3 separate regions of the Mus musculus genome follow, and regions 2 and 3 are each linked to region 1. The links are chromatin contacts, called in public Hi-C and HiChIP or PLAC-seq maps. All regions are on one chromosome and are shown on one strand. The core of a region is the stretch at or near the end of the contact, and the rest is flanking DNA. Distances in the headings are between cores, read along the strand shown. Region 1 holds the start of Asah1 (N-acylsphingosine amidohydrolase 1). Region 2 overlaps Pdgfrl (platelet-derived growth factor receptor-like). Region 3 overlaps Mtus1 (mitochondrial tumor suppressor 1).

Evidence for each region. Hi-C and Micro-C count contacts between places; a contact is called where the count stands out from the background. HiChIP or PLAC-seq counts read pairs in DNA pulled down with a chosen protein or histone mark.
Region 2: a contact with region 1 is called in a Hi-C map of neutrophils, with 3 times the contacts expected there. The contact joins the enhancer-like site here to the promoter of Asah1 in region 1. A contact is called at or near these places in 2 of 39 promoter capture datasets (the C10 cell line and neutrophils), 1 of 484 Hi-C or Micro-C datasets (neutrophils) and 6 of 115 datasets of contacts at active chromatin or transcription factors (bone marrow-derived macrophages, embryonic stem cells, memory CD8 T cells and 1 more).
Region 3: a FOXA1 HiChIP or PLAC-seq map of pancreatic cancer cells shows a contact between it and region 1. The contact joins the enhancer-like site here to the promoter of Asah1 in region 1. A contact is called at or near these places in 2 of 39 promoter capture datasets (the C10 cell line and neutrophils), 3 of 115 datasets of contacts at active chromatin or transcription factors (embryonic stem cells and pancreatic cancer cells) and 2 of 9 other capture datasets (embryonic stem cells and liver).

What each region holds. Positions count from the first base shown.
Region 1 is chr8:41,372,190-41,376,940 of GRCm38.p6, reverse strand. It overlaps Asah1 (N-acylsphingosine amidohydrolase 1), which reads left to right and starts at 2,244. Exons shown (of 14, transcript NM_019734.3): 1 at 2,244-2,431. The coding sequence starts at 2,357.
Region 2 is chr8:40,962,338-40,967,088 of GRCm38.p6, reverse strand. All of the region lies in intron 2 of Pdgfrl (platelet-derived growth factor receptor-like), which reads right to left. Among named protein-coding and RNA genes, the nearest start is that of Pdgfrl, 38 kb to the right of the region's middle. Within about 2 kb of position 2,573, at least 193 of the 459 cell types and tissues checked have an H3K27ac peak or open chromatin away from gene starts, as enhancers often do. A contact at or near this core is called in embryonic stem cells, memory CD8 T cells and neutrophils, where this site is marked.
Region 3 is chr8:40,992,382-40,997,132 of GRCm38.p6, reverse strand. Mtus1 (mitochondrial tumor suppressor 1) reads left to right here. Exons shown (of 14, transcript NM_001005863.2): 13 at 2,488-2,585; 14 at 3,500-4,751. The coding sequence ends at 3,713. Among named protein-coding and RNA genes, the nearest start is that of B430010I23Rik, 23 kb to the left of the region's middle. Within about 2 kb of position 2,777, at least 30 of the 459 cell types and tissues checked have an H3K27ac peak or open chromatin away from gene starts, as enhancers often do. A contact at or near this core is called in liver, where this site is marked.

The sequences.
Region 1 (4,751 bases), core at 995-3,494:
CTTGTCTTTAATCTGCTTTGCTTCCTTTATCTCTGACCTAACTTATTTCTCCCTCATTCCTCAGAGGCTGCCACATGGGCTTTTCTAGTGTAGCTGAACATAGTGTACACTTTAAAAAAAAATAACAATCTTGTCTCTGTCTAATGTCCTTGGTCTTTTGTTACTATTTTGTTTTATCTCCTAAAAATGCTTTCACTTTGAAAGCATTTAAAAGGATATACATTATTTTCTCAGTTTTTGGTTAGCATGAAGAAATGAGCATGAAAGTCTTAAAGTAGCTAAACTTAGTACTATAATTTAAAAAACCGAGTCGTAGCATTTCACTTGCTAAAGATGTGTTAACGTATACATAAAGCATGAAATGTATAGTTATGCAGGACAGCCTAGTGCTTTGATGTGTAATCTGCAAAGTGTAATCTTTCCACCAGAATAAGCATAACTTGAAACATGTATCACTTTATGGTGCAAAGCTTTTGTTCAGTCACAGTCTCCCTAGTCTACCTTTGCACTACAGAGCCCCTGTCTCCCTCCAGGATGCGCATCCTCCTGCGCATCCATCAGACTAATTCTACCACTTACTGTTCAGACCTCCTCTTTTCAATCATGTCTTCCCTGCCTGCATGTTAAAAATTCCAATCCCCTTCCTAGCTTCTACATTCTTCTACTCCTTGCCCGACCTCCCCCCATCCCCCAACATTTACAGCTTTTGCTTGCTATTTTACAGATGAACCTCACATGCCTGGTGTTTGCTATTTCCCATCTAGTAAGTTTCATAAGGGAAGAACTTTGTGCCTTTTTGTTGCTTCCTCAAACTCTGCATCAGAGACCTGATATATTCTGTTTTGTTTTATTTTGGAGATGAAATCTTGCTATCTTGTCTAGGCAGGTTTGAAACGCCAGAGTCAGTGACTGAAGACAGCTTTCTGCCTCAGGTTGCTGTCTAAAACAGTCCTCAGTGTCCCCCTTCAAAAAGTAAGTATTTTCCAATCTTGCTTACCTAAGTAAGATTTCTTTTTTTGTTTGTTTGTTTTTTTTTGTTTTGTTTTGTTGTTGTTGTTGTTGTTTTTTTTTTTTTTTTGAGACAGGGTTTCTCTGTATAGTCTTGGCTGTCCTGGAACTCAATTTGTAGACCAGGCTGGCCTTGAACTCAGAAATCCGCCTGTCTCTGCCTCCCAAGTGCTGAGATTAAAGGCACGCGCCACCACCGCCCGGCCCTCTAAGTGTTTCTTAATCCTGTGTTGTGTATCAACATCTAAACTTCCTCAAAAACAAACAAACAAAAAACAAACAAACAAAAGCCAACTTATTTATCATTTGCCTCCAAATTTAGGTGTTTTTTACACCAAAAAGGAAAAATACTCGGATCCCCAGCACAGGAGTCGGGGGTGAGAATTAAAATAGGATTTTAATGGTCCTGAGTGAGTTTTATAGAAGCATTTTTTTAAAAGCCTCCAAACTTCTTGAGATGCCTGTCGTCGAAGCAGAAAATGTAAATCTAGAGGCATTTTTTTCCTGTTGGATTCTAGATAACTCATCCTATTATGGAGAGCCTTGTCCAAGGTAAAAGCCAAGCAAGTATTTCACTTTTATCTGCTTTTCAAAGTAGACTATGAAGTACCAAGTACCTGTCCTAGGTTTAGGTCCGCTGGACCAACTGGCTTCTCACGAGCTAAAGGAAAACAGGAGTTGAGTAACGCGGCGACAAATACATCGATGAAGGTCCCACCCCTTCAACCTCTCCAACCCCGGACATAACAGCAAGAAACTAAAATCTAAATCCTAGGATTTAGCAGTGCCTTAAGTACCTAGAGTACCCGAGAGATGAAACTTCTGACCCTGACACTTGTCCTCTCTGGTTGTGATCCCTCGGGCAGGATGGATGGATTGAGTGACTCACTTGGAGCCAGCCTTCCCCAGAAGGCAAACTAGGTCTGACGCTATGCTCTGAAACTCTGTCCCTTTGGTGGGCTCAGGAACCGCGACGCCTAGGAGCCAACCTCTCCCGAGTCAGTCGGCGTCCGCCCTCAGAAATCCTCCAGCACCAGCGTCTTGCCCCGGCCCCCGCGCTCCAAACGAGTGAAGGCCAGAGGAAAACTGGAAGTCCCGCCCCGGGGTGCGGCTAAGGCTGGACGAAACCACTGCGTGGCGTGCTGGGGGCGCAGCCCCTCTCGGCCCTGTGCGCGGACTCCGCTCTAGGGACTCGGCCCGGCGCCTCTATCTCTGGCGTGTCCCCTGCCGTGCATGGTGTGGCCCAGGGTCGCTGATCACGCGTTGGGGTGCGGCCTGCTGCTGGTGGAGGTGGTCCCTGCTGCAGCTGCTGCTAGAGTCCCTCGGAGCGGCGCTTGCAGCTGGGAAGATGCGGGGCCAAAGTCTTCTCACCTGGGTCCTAGCCGCGGCAGTCACCTGCGCCCAGGCACAGGATGTGCCGCCGGTGGGTGAGCTCCAGCCGAGGCACAGATGGGGGTGCAGGCGCGGGCTCAGGGGGAGGTGGGCGCAGCTGTGGCGGGGCGGGTGAGGGACACCTGCTCGCGGTCTGTATCTTCCGTGAGGCGTCGGGGGAACTCTGGTTCGGTCCCGCGGAGTATGGGTGCAAATGTGGCTTGTGAACCCCGGGCTAAGTGGCTTTGCTGCTGTATGGACCGAGTACACATTTTAGGGAAGTTCTAACTTTCAAGAACAACTGTGTAGGATTCACGCATTCTCCAATCTTATATTTGAGATTACCAGCTACTGTAGGCGGAACTCTCCAGAGAAAAAGCTAACGATTGACTGGTGGCCGTAGTATTTTCTGCCTGGTTACCTAGTGCTTTTTCCTGAAGAAACCATCGCAGGAAGCTATGGGTCACATGCAGTCTTAGCCCAGATGATGGGAACCCACCCCCACCCCGCCCCCCTAAGAAGGCTGTACTGGCTGTGGCCTTCACGCCCAGGCATGGAATGTCTGTCTGTACCGTGGTGCTGCTCGACCAAGTCACAATGCCACAGACTTTATATATCCGCAAGAGACTGTGAGGAACTAACATGATTCTTGTATTTACTAGAAGAGGAAGTATAGCCCTGGAGTGAAAAATGTAGCCAGAGGTCACATCGTTGTTCCCAGAAACATTTCTAAGTTCAGCCTCTAGGTCAAAGCCCGACAGCGACATTTCATAGATCGATTCTATAAAGGCTATAGAATTGAAGACTGTTTTGTTGCCAGATTTGATAACTAGGAACCTGGATGCACCTTACCTGTGCCAGATGACAAGAATTTTGAAAAGAGGCAAGACATTGGAAATGGGAGCAGCAGGAGTTCTTTTAATTTTATTCCTAGAAGGAGAAATGCTTTTTTGAATTTGAGAGAGAGAGAGAGAGAGAGAAAATTAGCCAGCCACTAGAATAGATACTTAGTAGATAAAAGTAGAATGCACATCAGGGCAGAGGGTGGCACACGCCTTTAAATCCCAGCACTTGGGAGATAGAGGTAGGCGAATGTTCTAGGACAACAATGGACACAGAGAAACCTTGTCTGAAAAACACCACACAACACAAAGTAGAATGCAGAATGGTATACAGAGTAATTTCAGTGACCAAAACCCACATAGTATGTACAAAAGATTGAAGGAAGAGCAAAACGTTTGCTCTAGTGTAGATAAAGAATTGATTTACCAAACTTGGTTGGGATTGTAAGAATTGTTGAAGAATTAAGTATTTTGATAGCTTGTGCCTTTTTGCCCAAAGATTACCAAAGGACACATAATGGTTGAGCAAACTAGGTCTAGTGTTTGATGTGAGGGACTGATATAGACCTTTTCAACCGTGGGTTAAGTAACAACAAATTCTAAACAAAATACTTGGAGAATTTGAGTGTAACCCAGGATTTGTTGTAGAGAGTAGAAGCAGAGCATCCTTTGATTTAGCAAGAGATGCTGTTCTGAGTTACACAGTGTGTAACTCTTTATCAGTGTGTAGACACAATCATGATACAAGCTTGCTTTGTCTCACTTTGTCTCTGCGGTACTTAATTCCTCTTTGTGTCCAAGAGCAGAACACAAGTCCATGGGGTCCTATAGGCCTGTAAGGTGTTAATGTGCAGCTATGAACTCAGAGCAGTTTCATGTCCTTAGAGCTGTTATTTTTGTGTTTGTTTGCTTTTATTCTTTCTTAATACTTTGTTTTTAAATGAAGATATCTTGTTGTTTGTTTCTTTATCTGGTTTTGGTTTTTTTTTGGGAGGGTTGTTTGTTTGGTTTTGGTTTTTGTTTTTGTTTTTTTTCCCCCAGTGCTAGAGTGCTCACCCAGGACCTTACACATACTGGGCAAAAGGTCTTTTTTTTTTTTTTTTCTTTTCTGATTTTTTTTCAAGACAGGGTTTCTCTGTGTAGCCCTGGCTGTCCTAGAACTCACTCTGTAGACTAGGCTGGCCTCAAACTCAGAAATCCGCCTGCCTCTGCCTCCCAAGTGCTGAGATTAAAGGCGTGCAACACCACTGCTTGGCTGGCAAACGGTTCTTATAGTTATATCACTAGCCCAAGCAAAATATTTCATTGTTTTCAAAATATGAAAAATTAATAACCCTTCAATTGATTTAATGATTTTTTACTCGGAACAGTGGATATCAAAATCTAGTCGGTCTACTGATAATCTGATTGGAAAAGTGTTTGCACAGGTCTTAACTGAAATGAGAAAAAAATAAGAGTTAAACAAAAATAGTAACTTTCCTTATATTTTGGTTTTATGGCCATTTTATTGTTATTGAGCTTTTCTCTCAT
Region 2 (4,751 bases), core at 1,324-3,823, 410 kb after region 1:
GCTGTAAAGTTAAGCCAGCTTCTTAGCCTGCTGTGGGTCAAACCTGCTCACTTGTAAAATGAGGAGTCTAGGCAAGATGCTAAGTCCCCAGACTGCATATTCCTGGTCCTCCTACAGATCAGAAACCCTTCATCCATGGACTCTGTCTTCCTCTAGTCAGAAAGGGTGACCGAGGAAAAAAGTTCCCTGCAGCCCCACACACTCAGATTGCCACTCTGAAATTCTGTGTCTGGGACGTGTCTCATGTCATTTAGTTCAGGAGCTGTTTCTGGTTGGGGCCCATTCTGGTTTTCTTCTCCTGTGTGTGTGTGCGTGTGGTGTGCAGTGTATATTGTGTGTGTGGTGTGTTGCACCGTGGTGTATGTGTGTAATATGGTGTGATGTGGTGTGTACATGTGTGTAAAACTTAGGAGAGTCCTTATTCATAGGCTATTACACTCCATTTGGCTAAGTACCTATTAATCTCAACCTGCAACACACTTGTGGGGATCACCCCTTGTGGTCTCTCATATAGATAATTGCTGTCTTCTGTTTCTTTACCCAAAGGCCTACCTGTCAGATGTGCTACACTAGACCATGTCACGAGTCACCTAGCAGATAAATACAGGAGAGTACACTTTTTTGTATCAGTTTTGGTCGCTAACACGGGGTTCCAGCCCTTGGGTCGCCTTGCTTGTCTCAGCTACTGACTGGCGTTCATAAAGAGCATCACTGAACTTACAGGGAGGGCTGAGCTAGTGGTGGCATTGACCTTTCCAAATCAAACGAGACACCATGATTTCTCTGTGTTCTAATAGAAGGGGAGGCAGTGGGGTGAGGCCCTAGGCAGCAGGATTGACCCACAGGGAAGTCAGGATAGTGTCTAACAGGCGACAGGATCTTGAAGCCACATGGCAGGGCATGCAAGTCAGGAATCCAGGTGAAGTGAGTCTCTGGGCAGATGAAGGCACAGAGAATCTACAGCCAGTGCAGGGCAGGTGGATGGAGCTGACAGAGAAGCTGAGTCCAGACAACAGAGGCAAAGCTCTGACATTCTGGGTTAATTCCCTTTTTGTGGCATGCTCCTTTGAACAGTTACTTACCACAGGACATACAATTCTCCATTTTATAGCTTATCCTTTATTCCCCCTTTCCAGCTTTCGTCATCTGACAAACCTTCTAAAAAGTTTTATTTAGACTTTATATATTGAAACTCTTGGCAAAAATGTTCATACCTCAATAATATCAAGTTTTATTTTTGCAAATAAAACCCCAGACCTCACCCACATGTAGACATATTGATCGAAGCGGGATCGCATTAGGAGAATAGGCAGAGTCGCTCAGTGACACCCTAAACCATTTCCACTGCACGACAGTCTCCAAATTGTCATCTGCAAGAGTTTTGTCCTATCCTTAGTCTGTCTGACTTGCCATATGGACTTGACTTTGCCAGCATAACGTTCTTTTTATATTGTAATACCGTGCAGCACATCTGGGGAAAATCACATAAAGACTTTTCATAACGTTCAAGAAATGAGAGGATTTTTGTTTAACATTCTTTTAAAACAAAAGTTAGCGGAAAGCATTTCCTCCTTCCTTGAAAAGTATGTGGAGACACAGGGCGGGGCGCTGGATCGCTGGCTCTCACAGTACCCCAGGGCAGTTAGTGTGACGCGTTCAGCACTGTGGTGCTGTGGACTGTGCTAGTTCAGCCTTCCCTAAATGCAGCCAAATACCCACAGAAATCAACTTTTGGTGAGGAAAGGTTTAGTTTGGCTGGCGATTTAAGGTATTTTAGTCTATAATGGCTTGGTGGTCCCAGTGAAGAACATCATTGTGGAATAGAGAGAGAGAGAGAGAGAAACAGAGACAGACAGACAGACAGACAGACAGAGACCATGCGAACATGTGTATACATGCACACATGCACGGGTGCGCACACACACACACACACACACACACACACACACACACACACACACGTAAGGAGAGACGGACTGGAGAGGGACCAGTGTCTCAATAGTCCTTTCAAAGAAACGTTTCTAATGGCCTAACTTCCTTTCCCTAGGCCCCACTTCTTCTTTTTTATTTTTTGGTTTTAGAGCTGTATTATGGAAATGCAGGGGAAAGAGAGAAGGTAGAAAGGAGGAAGAGAGAGAGAGAAGAGAGATAGGAGAGAGGAAAGAAGACAAAGAAAAAGGGAAGAGGAGAGAGAAGTAAGAGAAGAGGGAGGTGAGAGGACAAAGGAATAAGAGGACGAGGTGTGAGGTGCGGGCTGAGCACCCCTTTTTATGGTCTTCACTGTTGCTAGGTAACTGGGGAGGAGTTTAGCCTGAAGGTCAGAAGCTTGCCTAGGCTCCACTTCTAAAGATCCAAAACAGTACCATTGGCTGGACACCAGCTTTTGGGTCATACTCCAGACCCAGACTACAGCGTGGGACATCTAGTTTGCAGGAGACTGAGATAGGAGACTAAAGCCCTTTTCTGAAAACAAGACTTGTGACAGACGGGCCATGTCCCTACACTTTGCCTCTTTGGGATACAATAGAGTGAATAAAAATAGCTCCGCTTCACGGAGAGGCTTGCTACATAGCCAAGCGCTTTCCACACATGACCTCATTCTATGCTGATAACTCGAGAGGAGACGGATTCTGTCATTACCCTCCCCCACCCCGGCCCCCAAAGGAACATAGCTGTGATTTTTCTGCACCATTAACACCGTCAGAACATCCAGTACACCCAGAGAAGACTTGTACCCCGCCTTCCCACTTGTCTATCTCTAGGGACATGTGGGGGCCTGCTCTGGTGCCATAGAATGTCCTACCTTTAGGGTGCGGTGAGTTCTTTATTTTTAATTTCCAGGGTGGAAATTTACTTTAAAATAGGTATCAGAGGCTGGCTCCAGCATATACTTTTGATTTCTTGACACACCAAGGACTTAATCCAGCACCTTGCTATAACCAGGCAAGCACTCTACTCCTGAGTTCCACGTCCCACCCGTGAGAATGATTTCAGCTTGCTATTGTTCCGTTTCTGGGACCCAAGGCAACTTCCAGAGGGGGAAAGGCTTTATTTTAACTTAGGGGTTACAGTCTATTATTGAGAGAAGCCAGGGCAGGAACCTGAAGCAGAAGGCACGGAAGAACGCTGCTTGCTGGATCTCTCACCAGCTTCGCTGCTTTCTTATACACCCTCCCACGACCACTACTGTCCTAAGGATGCTACCACTCATAGTAGGGTAGGGCTTCTATTAAAAATCAAGACACCCTCCTCCCGAAATGCACACGGGGCTATAAGGCTTTCCTCTCAGGTGACTCTAAGTGGATGCTAACTAGGACAGCAACGTGTGCACGGAGCTAACCTGCAGCCCCACATAAGGAGAAAGAGAAGCCGAGGCCACGTCATTTTTTATTTGTTCTGCCAAGAAAATCCAACTTCGAAGGAAAATGAGTTTGACTTTGAAACAAGTCCGCCTAACAAAACCAGTTTCCCCATGTATACTGAGTTGTATACGTAAGCGCGGTTAAAAAATGCTACCGGTGCTGTTCTGGGTGTATTTTACCACAATTCGTTAGCTGGGGGAAGAAAGATGCTCCCTTCTCTGCATACCGCCAGTGGGTGCTCACGTTATGCAGCTCCCCCTCTCTCAACAGCCAGTTCTTTCTGGTCATAAATACTCCCTCGCATTCCTTTCTTTGAAAATGCCCTTCGGATGAATTCCTTCCCCCGTGTAAGCTGGTGAGACGGGCCGCTTAGGAGACTGGCCTGCAGCCCACTGTCTGCATCGCTGGTCCACCCTCCTTTGTACAGTCTGTGGGTGGAGTGAGCAGTTACCCGGGGCAGCCAAGTGGAAAGACAGATAGATGCCTTCTCTTCTCCTAAAAGCTATTTATTGTTCTGAGAGGAACCAGCCATCAAAGAGAGCTGTGCCCCACCCACTCCTCCGGGCTTCCAGTTCTTGACTGAAAAAAAAAAAAAAAGTTAACACCCTACACCACACACCACAGGCACATCCTGAAAGATAATGAATGCTTGAACCCTGACTTTGTTTTTAATTTTTACTGTGGAGCGGGTCTAGGGAACGGCCAAAAACTTGTCTCCTCACTTTGAGGGTGCAGAGCTCACACCTCTCCCCTTTCATCAGAGATTTATTTAACCCTTTGGCTAGGCCACACGGTCCAAATTTCTTACTTTGTTTTCTGCCTCAGCAGAGTGCTAAGACTTCCCCTGTTCCCCACACCTGAAGCGCGTCGATGTGGATGGCAGAGCTGAAGACGAGGAATGTTTGCAGAACGGATGGAAACAGACCGACTGATGTACCACTGGGAATTTATCTTATGATCTGGACCATTTTACTAGAATGTTTCACTGTGGCACACTCGGGTTGGGAAGAGACATTGTGGCTTGATATTCTGCACTTGCAATTTGTCTGTCTGTCTGTCTGTCTGTCTTTTGTTCCCCCCCCCCCAGATAGTTTTTCTGGGTATCCCAGGCTGTCATGGATCAGACCAGCCTCCAGCTCAGACATCTACCTCCCAAGTTTTGGGATTAAAGGCATGTGCCACCATTACCTGGCTTTTTGTTTTTATTTTTAAGACAGGATCTCACTATGCCCAGAAACCAAGCTGGCCTTGAACTCACAGAGCCTTGCCTGCTTCTGTCTCTCCAGTGCTGAGACTAAAGGCAAGGGCCAAGAATGTGTGTGTACACTCACAATTCAGGACCTCTGCTTGCTCAGGCCCCACTCATCCCCGCCCAAAGATTTATTTATT
Region 3 (4,751 bases), core at 1,528-4,027, 380 kb after region 1:
GCTCGCTGGAGTTGATTTGAGTGCAGTCACAGTAAAGACCCCCAGATGACAGTGACATGAGTGTAGGCCAGACATGTTTCTAGGAATAGAACCAGCCTGAGTTCATCCTCATGGCTTTTGGTCATCATGATTCCGCTGGGTTGGTTCATGATTGCTTTCTTGCCCACCAAGATGCATATCGTCTCCTAAGCTACTAAGGAATTTCTCCCAACTGGCATTTTAAGTCCAGCCCAGTTCCAGTTTGAGAGAATACATCCCATCTGTCAAGTGGGTGTCACAATGATAGTAGATACATACAGCTGGGACTCCTCAATCTACCCATCTTGGAGGTGCCAGGAGTACAGGAAGTGGATTTTTTTTTTAAACGAATGCCTGAAACTCCTAGTTGTTAATAGGCCCAACCTAGTACACACAGCACTTCTTGGCAAAGGTCAGCCTGCGCCACCTGCTCAGCAGGCTGGCAATGATGACTCAGGAAACCCTGTTAACAATGTGTTGCTCCATCTCCCGTTCAGGTACCTAAACTTATCAGACAATCTCAAGTGATACAAGGCCCTGCTGTAAAAGTACAAACACATTTTAATTTCTATTGAGTCATGATAGTTCTGTTCTGTGCCCCGACTGAACAGTGCCAGTTGGCATCGCCCTGTTGTTTTTACAGGAATGTAGGTTGCTAAGACGATGGGTACACTTGTTGCCACTGCTGTGTTGTATACTTGGCAGCACCAGGTCTTTAGAGAAGATAGAACACTTAGTGTATTAGGGTTCTCTAAAGGAACAGAGCTGATACACTGATCTATTAAAGGAAGATTTGCTAGACTGGCTTCCATGATGAGCTTAGACTAACTAGTCCAGCCGTGGCTGCCCACAAGATTGGGCGCCTCTGCAGTTCCGATCTGGTACCAAAGGCCAGTGGGACTTCTGAAGAGCCTTTTGATCACCAGTCCACTCTGGAAGCCCTGAAGAAGCTGATTCTAATATCAGAGACAGAATCGTCTGCAGTGGCAACAGGGCACGTAGCCTCCCCAGTGAGAATAAGGGCCAAGCAAGCAAAGCGCAGAGTCAAAAGTGCCTTTCGTCTGCCTCCTCACGGCTGAGTCACTACTAGGTGGTGCTGTTCACATTTAGACAAGGGGATCCCCCGGAGGCATGCCCACAGCCAGCCTGATATATAGAGTCTTTCATTGGTTTTCTTCTCGGGTAATTCTAAGGTGGTGTCAAGTTGGCAGATTAACCATCACACTTAGCATGAGGAAACTATCCAAGGAAGACAGGTTTGCTTTGAGAGCTAGCTCTGCCAGTGGGAAGCTCTGTGACATCAAAGATGGAGTTTTGACCTCAGTAGAGCAAAGCTTTGATAGAATAATGGTTTGAGGCCAATTGTCATGTTTTTGTTTTTTTATTCCAAGTTTTCCCAGGTTGTGTCTTACCTTGAAAAGCATTTCAAGGTGTTTCTCCCCTGCCCAACTCCCCCACCCCTCTTTTTTTTCATCCTGTAGATTTTTTTTTTTTTTTAGAAAGTTATTTCATCTGAATGGCATGTCATGAGGATTTTCTGGACTCAAGGATGTCTTAAAAACAAGAATTTCACCTGGGTGCTGTAATCCAAACAGATGCGCCATAGCCAGCTGCCATGACAGGGACTTGGGGGTTCATTTTTGACCTCATGTTAAGTTCACTCTGAGCTTTGATGTTGCCTCTTAAAGAAGCAATAAACCATTCCTTACGGAAGGGAGCCAGGATGGGATCAGTGGGTCACCATGTTCAGTGACTTTAAATGCCTATAACCACTCAACTGATCAGTTTGTGTAAGGCTGGAAAGAGCACAAGTGTCCCTTGGCCTGAACTGAGCAGGGAAGCCTGCTTTCTTCAGTTACTTCTTTACCTAACCTTGCTACATTGTATCTCCATAGGGCCACCTGGAGGTAAATGCCAAAACCATCCTGGAATAAGTTTAAGGCTTTCCTCAGTATGGCCAAGACCTATAGGCTCCCTCCCTTCCTCTTCTCCTTCCTTCCTCTGTCTAGTTTCTTTTTTCCTTCCTCCCTCTCACCCTCCCTCTGTCCCTAACTCTCCCCCTTCCTCCTCCTCCTCTCCCCGCTTCCTTCTTTGCGTATGTGTACACGAGTGCTGTAGATACAGGGGTTGTGTGAACGGAGACAGTTAAACTGCAGTGTTTCCTTTACTGCCTTGAGGAAGAGACCCAGCACCCATGGTCACCTAGGCAGGACACCAGCTCCCAGCAGGACATCTCTGAAAGTGTCACCTAGAATAAAAACATTACTGCCTAGCTCTCTTATTTCTGTGTTTGATGAACACATGTCCTCACCGTGGTCGGTGTATGAAGACATCAGTGTGCCACTATGGCTCCTCCTGATCAACTTGTTGATGGTGCCGTGTATTGGGAATATGCTTAAGAAGTGAGAGAGTTTATTTATTCATTTCTTATATATATATATATAACTACAAACCTTGTTTTATACTAAGGTGGACAATAACACAGCATTGGTTGACAAGCTGAAGCGATTCCAGCAGGAAAACGAGGAGTTAAAAGCTCGCATGGACAAACACATGGCAATTTCAAGGTAAACCTACAAGAGTCTATTTCCCCTTTCCTCATCCTCGGACATCTACGGTCCCTTCTGGCTACGCTCCACCAGGCACCTCCCAGGCATGTGAGAGAAGCAGGAGAATGGTTCATGCATTTACCAAGGTGCCCTAGACCTCTCACCTAACTGCAGCTCACTAACTGTAATGGCGCTGTCAGACAAGGGGTAACAACACACGTGAACAGAAAGAGGCCTTGAGTTAAGACAGAAATAAAACAAGCCTTGTGCAAGTGCCCCATTGCCTACTGGGAAATCTCCCAAAGACTAGAGTTGCCAGCAATTACTCAGGATTATTTATTTGGGTCAGGCTTGAGGCTCTGGTATTCGGGAGTTTTGCTTTCCTTTTTGTGGTCCACAGACCTTGAGCCAGGGGGCCTCACACACATTAGGCAAGTCCTCTAACACTCATCTATATGCTTCCTTATTTGTAGTAGTTGGGTTTCTCAGCTTAAAAAAAAATCTATGACCCATATGCCAGTGGTGACACATGCCTTTTGTCCCAGCACTCTGGACTGCTTCAAACAGGTTAAGTTAAAGGCCAGCCTGGTCATCAGAGTGAGTTCCAGGACAGCCAGAGCTACACAGAGAAACCCTGTCACAAACAAACAAACAAACAAACAACCAAACCAAAAAACCCCAACCAGGAACCCTATGTTTGGTTGATAGTCCTGGGAGGCCTGTCCTTTTCTGAAGAGAAGTGGGAGGAGAGGAGGGAGGGGAAATCGTGGTGAGGATGAGCTATATGAGAGAAAAATCAGAAAAAAAAAATTGATGACCCTGGACAAGAACCTGTGTATTCCCCCAGAAGAAGTTTCTTGAACCTTCAGATATAAACAGTAGTAGTTCCTTTTTGACTTGGATTCATATGCTCTCTGGGTTTTGTTTTCCAGGCAACTTTCCACCGAGCAGGCCGCGCTGCAGGAGTCCCTTGAGAAGGAGTCGAAGGTCAACAAGAGACTGTCCATGGAGAACGAGGAACTTCTGTGGAAACTGCACAACGGAGACCTGTGCAGCCCCAAGAGATCCCCCACCTCCTCGGCCATCCCTTTCCAGTCCCCCAGGAATTCTGGTTCCTTCTCCAGCCCCAGCATCTCACCCAGATGACGGCTTCTGAACGCAGGAGACTCTCTGAAGGCACTGAGGTGCGCTTCTGCGGGACTGACCCGAAGTTCAGAGTTCATGGGAACTCGAGTTGCTGCGTTAGCTCTCTGGAATATCCCCAGGATATCGGGAGAGCAGCCGCCAACCGTTTCAGCTACGTACGAATAGAGAGCTCCAATAGGAGACTTTTAACTTGGTCCAAAAGCCTCCTCCAAAAACAGATTTCGGAACTGAAGTGGACATAGTTGCACAAAGCACTTACGGAACGAGGGAACCTTGTTCTTTGCCTTCCTTCACCTAAGCATAGGGGAAAACTCTCAGGGCCCTATTAAGATAAAGATTTATAACCTTTATAATGTTCTTCACCAGAGACACCTTCTTGTGATTTTTATTTCAGTCTGACTGTGGGCAAGGGGGGTGTGTGTGTGAGTGAAATGGGTGTACTGGCGTGTCACGTGACTGTCATAGCCCCGCCCCCTGCTGTGTATTAAAAGTCAACAGCTGTATATAGCTTGGCCTGTATTAACCAAGTCATAATCGGCACACGAGCGTCAACAAAAGCCATAGAAGAGAAAGCAATAGTGCTTGAATTTCCCCCCAACTCATCTCAGCACTGTGCCACGGCAGGGCTCGGGCAAGACAGGAAAAGCCTTTGGTTTCTTGATGACTGTACATTTATTTCTCTGTTGTTAGTTTTTCCATGTTCGGCATTATCCGTTGATAGCAGTTTTTTTTTCCCCCTGTAGATTTTCACGAGCCTAATTGCTATACTCTGATTCATTTTCTCAGGCTATGAGCAAATGTAGTTCCCTAATTTTTCTAAATACAAATCTGTATAAAGAGTAAGGGGGCAGTACCAATGGATGTTTCTGGTTTATTTTTTTCCCTTGAACCCAAGCTAGCTTCATAGCGCTAATCCTCCGTCTACCCTCCTGTTGTTCTAACCTCCGCCTTGCCTTCTCCTCCATGTAGAGCCACGGAAGCAAAGCGCCCTCCTTCCTACCCACAGAGTGTGCTTTTCCAGGGCCAGTTTATCTTGGA